Linked DNA regions of Cyprinus carpio: region 1 is linked to region 2. Evidence: chromatin contacts called from public Hi-C data. All regions are on one chromosome and are shown on one strand. Each heading gives the region's core, a stretch centred on a gene start, on an enhancer-like site or on the middle of the called end of the contact. The rest is flanking DNA. Distances are from core to core; before and after follow the strand shown.

Evidence for each region. Hi-C and Micro-C count contacts between places; a contact is called where the count stands out from the background.
Region 1: a Hi-C map of red blood cells shows a contact between it and region 2, with 3 times the contacts expected there. The contact joins the enhancer-like site here to the promoter of LOC109080287 in region 2. A contact is called at or near these places in 2 of 8 Hi-C or Micro-C datasets (liver and red blood cells).

Annotation. Positions count from the first base shown.
Region 1 is chrA21:20,558,776-20,562,355 of ASM1834038v1, forward strand. All of the region lies in intron 1 of LOC109061326 (protein Shroom1-like), which reads left to right. Among protein-coding and RNA genes, the nearest start is that of LOC109061326, 6.4 kb to the left of the region's middle. Within about 2 kb of position 1,681, at least 1 of the 8 cell types and tissues checked has an H3K27ac peak or open chromatin away from gene starts, as enhancers often do. A contact at or near this core is called in liver, where this site is marked.
Region 2 is chrA21:20,493,042-20,496,983 of ASM1834038v1, forward strand. LOC109080287 reads right to left here and starts at 1,402. Exons shown (of 11, transcript XM_042711246.1): 1 at 601-1,402; 2 at 411-522. The coding sequence starts at 679. It overlaps hspa4a (heat shock 70 kDa protein 4a), which reads right to left. Exons shown (of 19, transcript XM_042711242.1): 18 at 3,751-3,912; 19 at 2,200-2,468. The coding sequence ends at 2,271.

The DNA.
Region 1 (3,580 bases), core at 431-2,930, 66 kb after region 2:
AGGAACAAATGCAAATGTTAGTGTATGCTGTTGGTTGTCTTCTTGGTCTCGTAAAGTTGCAATAGTTCTATGACTTCACCTTTGCTTAGTTGCATGATTGTCTGCGATCTTAAGGTCACTGAACAGGAATCCAGAAAGGAATGTTTGAACTGTCAGAACATTAAGGTTATTTCTTCATCTGAACTAATAAAGGCTTGCCAACAGTAAAGAGAAAACCCACAATATCCAAACTATATTTAACCCCAACATCAAATAAACAGTAAAGGAATTTTAATTTGCTCAATAAAGATGAAAAGTTTTATGCAAAAGTAATTGTCATTACAAAAAAAGTGTCCTACATATTCCAGCATAGATACAATTTAGCTCAACAAATAATATTATATTTACTTAAAAAGTTTAGAAAATGTAAAAAAAATAAATTATTACGTTATTGTCATGATTGTCATGAAAATACACTCAGTCAATCAATCAATCTTAAAGGTCCTAAAATAAGCTTCACTTTCTTTTTGTGAAACTGTGTTATTTTAATATCATTGGGATACTATTATATTTTTTATTCATATTTTGAATGGTTTTTATTTTTATATCTTCTGTTTTCATTTTCATTTTAGGTAGCATTTTAGTAATTTTGTTTCTTTTAGTAGTTTTTTTTAATGTCTATAATTTTTTATACATTTCTATTTATTTATTTCAGTACATCAAGTAAAGCTAAATTTAAAATGAGAAATGTTGCATTGGCAGTTAGCTGAAATAAAAATATTTTATTTCATCTCAGTTAAAGTGATGATGATTTTTTTTTTTAATAGTTATCATTTTCGTTTTAATTTCAGTAAACTATAATAACCCTTTATAGAGGTAAAAGACCCTGATTTTGTAAGGTTCATCCTCTTGAAGTTCTCATACTCTTCTGTGTGGACATCAGACTGGTGACATGCTGAGAAAGATGAGTGATTTTTGTTTGCGTGTTTTGTGGCTGATATAATTAATTAAACCTAATAATCGAAAGCCTTTAAAAAGACTATAAAGTTACCTGGTGTCTGAATGACCTAATCTCCATAGTTTTGTATTTATTGTAGACATATTCAGTTCTGTGTGGATCATGTATAATTAGTAGTGAGCTGAATTGTTTGTTTCTGAGTTTGATTGACAGGTGAGTGTCACCTGATAGCACCTCCACCTGGCTTGGCCTCTCAGAGACTGTAATGTGAGAATTTCAGCAATTTCCACTCCCCGGATAGGATTACTTATCTGTTTCCAGATTATTTTCCAACTGAGTTGCAAAAGGAGAAAAGTGCACCTGGCAGTGTTTTGTCTTCAGCGATCTTGAAATGATTAACAAGCCTGGGGGTTTTGAAAAACATTTGGCATTGCCATTCGGTGACTTGTTTTCGTTGAGTTCCTCTGTGAGGCTTACATATTATGTAAGGGAGGATAAAAATGAAACTTTGTCCTTATGGGCTGTAAACAGAGCGTTTCTGTGTAATCGAGCGAGTGCAGTTCATCTGTCACGTAATGTGACGAGTCCCAGTCAGCACAGGTCCTGTCAGAAACACATTAGCTACTGAAGTTGAATCGTCAGAGAAAGTCGTGCCATGAATGTTAACAACCTGAGTCAATGTGACATAATACCATATGTGCTTGCATTGCATGTGTAAGTTTATCTCGCACATTCCCATCCCATGTAATCACTTTACCACTGATAAGGGCTCAATAAGAGTGCTGTTAGCTAGTTGTCATGAGGTTACATGAAAAGTGACGATGCACATCCATGCATCTGTCATTGACTTGCCAGCCTAAGTTTTATCATTCATCATTTATTTTGATTCAGCATTGCAGAAATAGTGATAATAAATGGGTATTAATGTTTTTTATAATTTCATTTTTTTTAAATGAAATTATACTATAAATATGAAACTAAAAGCACCAGTAGGTCTTAGTGAGTGAGTCATTCATTCAACCGATTCATTCAGATACGAAGCAAGTGTTTTGCTTTTAGAATGGTTCACTGAATCATTGGCTCATTCGATTCGTTAAAAAAACGCAGATTCATGCAGTATTGAAAAAGTTCTGCTGTCCCTTAATTTGGATCTATTTGCGTCCGCGAAATTGAGCAAAACAGACATTGCTGACAAAATTGTCTAAAACCCTATTAACGTTGTTTATTGAACGGTGAAATTAGTATCACATTTGCAATCGTGGAAAATCTGGAAAAGACAAAACTATTGCACGTGTGATATTGCTAAAATAATATCATATGATGTAAATATAAGACACAAACCCACACGGGGCATTTTTGCCCTCAAATCTTGAATTTGTGGCATATAACTGCATTCTCACAGGCTTCATCACTCGGTCAGTCGGCGTCCATATGCAGCCATGTGATTGTAGTTTTTACAGGTAAATGGTGTTTTTAAAACCTCCTTAACACTAATGTACAGACTCATAGTTTTATTGCTTAAATTTTAGGGATGTAAGATGCATGCAGAGATGGCTAAAAATCAATAAATATATATGTGACGATTGAAGTTGGTTGAGATGTTAAACGAATCTCGATACAGTTGGTAATGGGGGTTTATATGAATGTGTCTCTGAGGGTCTTCAGAAAACTTTAGATGGTTTTCTTCTCATCTTGTCTCTGTATGATGCATATTAAAGCAGTGTTTATTAGCGCAGTGCTGCTTTGTTCCATGAGCTCCACCTGCTGTCAGGGAGTGAATCTGCATCTCATTCAGTACGTCTGCTGTTTTGGTTTCATTCAGATCTGTTTTATGTAGTATAGTTTCACAAAGCTAATGTCAGACCTTTCTGGTTGAAATTATACAATCTAATTTAAATCAGAAACTGCTCATGTTGCATGCATGCAGCATCTTTGTTTGGATCGTGAGTAAAATGCAGTGGTTGACTCTAATTTTAAATGGAAAGGCAACAGACAAAGCCTTAGTTTGTTTATATGAAGAGATTTCATTTATTTTTTGTGTTATTTATTTGATTTGGGATTTGTTTTAATATTTCTATGTAGTTTTGTTATTATTCATATTTCAATTTCACAAAAAAATCTGAAGCATTTTGTCTGTGAAATAGTAAAAGGACTCCTTTTGATTTATAATTTGTCTTAAATCTCATTGTGTAAAAAATCGTGAGCAAATCTTATCATATCACATCGTGAGTTGAGGGAATCGTAACATCCCTATTAAATGATAAAACTCTTGACAATCTCACTATGATAAAACACGCCAGTGCTCAATAATTTATTATTATTAATAATGATCAGAAAAAAATGATTTCTCCGCCAAGTTATTGAGGTCATTAATATGTAGCATTGCAAGTCGAGATAGAATGCAGGAAATAAACCCATGAGCTGCTACAGTTACATTTTGGGTGCCAAATAAATGATTTCCAGGCATGACTCAATGTATTCTGTATATCAGTTCGAGGAATACAAGGAAACATCTTTATGAAAGGATGTGAATAACTACAATCAGATCTGTTTTGTTCTTTCTAGAGCAACTATCAGTGACAGGAAAGAAAGACACTTTGTGACGTCACTGAATTGTACAGTGAGGTAGATCACTGGAACGCC
Region 2 (3,942 bases), core at 152-2,651:
CTCTGTACATGGCTGTGGGGACGAGTTTTGTGGTTCTTGGAATTCTTTATAATTAATTAAAAACAAATATTGCCACATTGATGGTTCAAGAAGGTCTAATTGTTCAAATAACATTTGAGAATGTTTAGTTATTTGTTAAGATGTAAAAATACTAAATAAGATTTGAGAATGTTTAGTTATTTGTAAACAAGATGTAACCCTAATGTGTTTTTCAATTGTAATATTTCTGTAAAGGCTAGGGACAGAAAAATGGACGTTTCTGTAGAATGACCCATCCACGTTTTCTTCATTAACATATACATTTAGGGCGCAGAATAAGAAACTGTGACGCAGCATCAATCCTATAGCTCCTGTTTGAAAGGCACACAGGTGTCTTCTCATTAATATTCATGACTCAGGTGTAACTTTACCGTATTTGGTGGAGATCTTTTCTGTCTTTGTCGCATCCATAGGCTTTAAACTCAGAAAGCTGGCGACCTCGTTGAACGCCTCGACTGTGTTTCGCCCCAAGCCTTTGAAAATCTAAGAGTTTAAAACGACAGTTACATTATAACGAGTCGGTAATAATCAGCGCAGAGTTAGCTGTGAAGCGAGTCATACTGTAGCACGCCGCAGCTCTCACTGGCGTCACGTTGCGCCCGGTGTTCTTCCCACGTGACGCTTTCTTAACGATCATCATTGAGAAACTATAACGTTACTACTAATCTCACAAACCCGATCTTCATCCAGACTTTAATTAGCTGCGGTCGTTAAAGTGGGCGTGGTCCACAAATTAACAGCTGAGCGCTCGATGAACGTAACCAGGCAACGTGAGTATAATCAGAGTCCCTTTAATGGTATAATGTATCAGTCCTAATATTGATCTATATATGTTATATATTATATTTCAGTGGATATAATACATGTTAAGCCTTGAGGTAACAAATCGCTTAGCTGTCATAAAATGATAATAGAGCTGGGAAACCTTCTTTCTTTCTTTATTAGCCCATCTGTTATTAAATAATTATATAATATAAACTGAAACGCTTACAGATATCATGTGAATAAATTTGCAAAGCAGTAATTGAAACAAATAATTGTGCGTAAGTTACTAAACACTGGTGACGTAGCTGTGAAACACAATGATGTCGTCATATCCAGAGACCTTGTTTGTTCATGTAATGCATGGATTCCCAAACACTTTTTTGTCACTCAAACCCCTTAAAATAAAATATTTACTTGAAATATCTCTGAGGAAGTTAATGTTCCGGTTATTTAAAATATCTTTTTATACTAAACAATGCCCTGGAGATGAGATTTCACACTGACTTCTGCTTCTTAAAGCATCACGGTCTCAGATGAAGCACATTAATAATATCATGTGAACAGCCTCACCAAGTGAAATTATTTCAATTTTATCATTTATATACCTGATTACATTTCATCTGATATTTGTTTGCGTGACGCATGTGATGGTCAAAATTGCAATGATTTTATTTCACCTCACTAAACTGACACTGTAATTACACTAACAGTAAACCAGTATGTACAGTACATCCAATAAATACATTCCAATAACTTCTTTTGTCTGTATACCAAAATGAATGGTTTATTCTGATCATTTGTGACTGGACACCACATCAGTCTCCAGCATTCACACAGGCTGAGGAGTAGAAAAGGAAAACAAACAGAGCTAAACCCAAAGCGACCACACACGGGCCGTCCACACGGAACGAGACGCACCTCTTACAACCAAACACTGCTTAACAGTGACTCGACGCTCCTCGGACATACAGCGCAGCTCATGCCTCCACCTCGGGGAAAGTTCAGGTTCCTCCGTTTCAGTGCTTCTTCACCAAAATCTGCTCGTTAGAAACTTCACTTGAGAAGTTAAGTCTGTGTAACAAATCTTCAGTGCCAATAAACTCTCCACATAGAACAGAACAGAAAAAAGTCTGCACTAAACCAGTCCACCGCGCTTTATAATACTGTCCGCATTCTTCTCAGGAGACTGGAACTGTGGACATTAAAAAAAGCGACAAAGACCAGGTTCTCGTCCTATATCTATAACATGGTTTTTCCTGTTTGAAGAAACAAAAAAAGGGAGATTGGATCTCTGTGTATCCAAAACAAAGAAAGAAACAAGCCACCGACAGCAAGAGAACTGAACTGGGCAGCCTGCGTCACCAAATTGAATGTTCTTTTATTTTATTTTTTTTAATATCTGAACTCTGAGGCATATTAGAGGCGTGAGAGAGGCTGGTGCGGACACAGAAGAGGGCCGAGCGAGTTTAGTCGATGTCCATTTCGGGAAGCTTGGCCTCTGTGGTTTCTGGGGCGGCTTGGCCCTTCTCTGGGTTGGCCGTTTGGGCCTCTGGACCCTCCTGTCCGTTCACAGGGCCGTTCTGTTCGGCTGCCATCTCCTCCTTTGGAGGCTCCACTTTGGGCTTGGGTTTGGTGACGATGTGATTGCAAGCAGAATACAGCTCCTGTGTAATGATGAAGATCTAGTTAGAAGACTCAGTTCTCAAGAGCACATACATGGGTCTAAACCTGCTGAGGGGTAATAATGAAACAACAGGTTTAACAAGTGATTTCACTTATTTGCAGGATCTGCATTTTCATGGGTTTAAATAAAAGATGTTTGTTTTAAGAGACAATAAAGACAAAACCACTCATTACCTGGTAAAAATTAACTTGATTTACAAAAGCTTGCAAAAGTAAATGTTACAGAACGTAACATTTTTGACAAGCCAAACATTGTCAGTGAAGTCATGAATTCTGTAAAATATGTATAACGAACTACACAAAAAGCATTCTGAACGTCTCCAACATGTTTTATAATATGCATATTCTCATCCCTTACACACATCATCACGTCCATCATACGCATGCAAATGCGGGAGAGCAGGAAAGAGCGGTATAGTTTCGCATTCCGCAGCGTTCCAAATTTCAAGTTTGGTGAACTGTGATCTGTGAACTCGTATCAGGTTGATTCGTCATAGCATGACCTCGTAGCTGAATTAAAAGAAGAGAAATGTAAAACTGCAGCAGTGCAGTTTAAGTGTTTAAAAGGAAGCTGCAGAGCGTGGCATCATATCATCACGTCTGAAGAAACGTTGCACGCTCAGAGTCCAGCGTGACCGCAGCTTTAGGCTGGTTGCCGGTTGGAATGTTAGAACTAAAAACATCGAGATTAAACTCACAAGATTAAAAACATTGAGATTAAACTTCACTGACTATATGTATGTGCATATTGCATATTTTCACCTGTTGAAGTCTGTATGGTTATATGTTAACTGTTTCTGCAATTTCTGGAGCATGCTCCCAAGAATTTCACTCACCAAGGTACATGTGCTGTGGTGATGTGACAATAAAAGTGACTTGACTTGACCTGACACAAGCATCAATCACTTCACTAAATACCTGCAGCTGGCTAAGAAATAAATAATTACTACATTATGATCCATATGTTTTCAAAACCACAGATTTGAATATAATGACATCAATGTTTGTCAAAAAAAAAGTGCATAATACACGGTAGTATTTCCTAGAAGTGGTCCAGCGAGTACATGCATGCATTTCCTGGAAAAACCACACTGCCAGAAGACTTGACTACGTCATCAAGAAAAATCAGTATCTTCTCACTATCTCTTTACAGATTGTTTTACAATAAGACATGATACATTTTTACATGACTTGTGACATTTTATTACCCCTTAGCTGATTTTGAGCCATATGGATAACCAAAATACTAAACGAGGTCTGTACCTTTGTTTTGGCCTGAATCTCTTGGGCTTTAACCACGGGGTCCTGGCTGAGACTCTGTTTGCTCTGCAGATTCATTTTGTTGTTCATCCAGGTCATGGTTTCATTCACCTGCTTTTCCACCTTCATCATCTCCAGCTCATCCAAATGATCATACAGCTCATCCTGAGTTTAGAGATGACAAAAATGTGATTC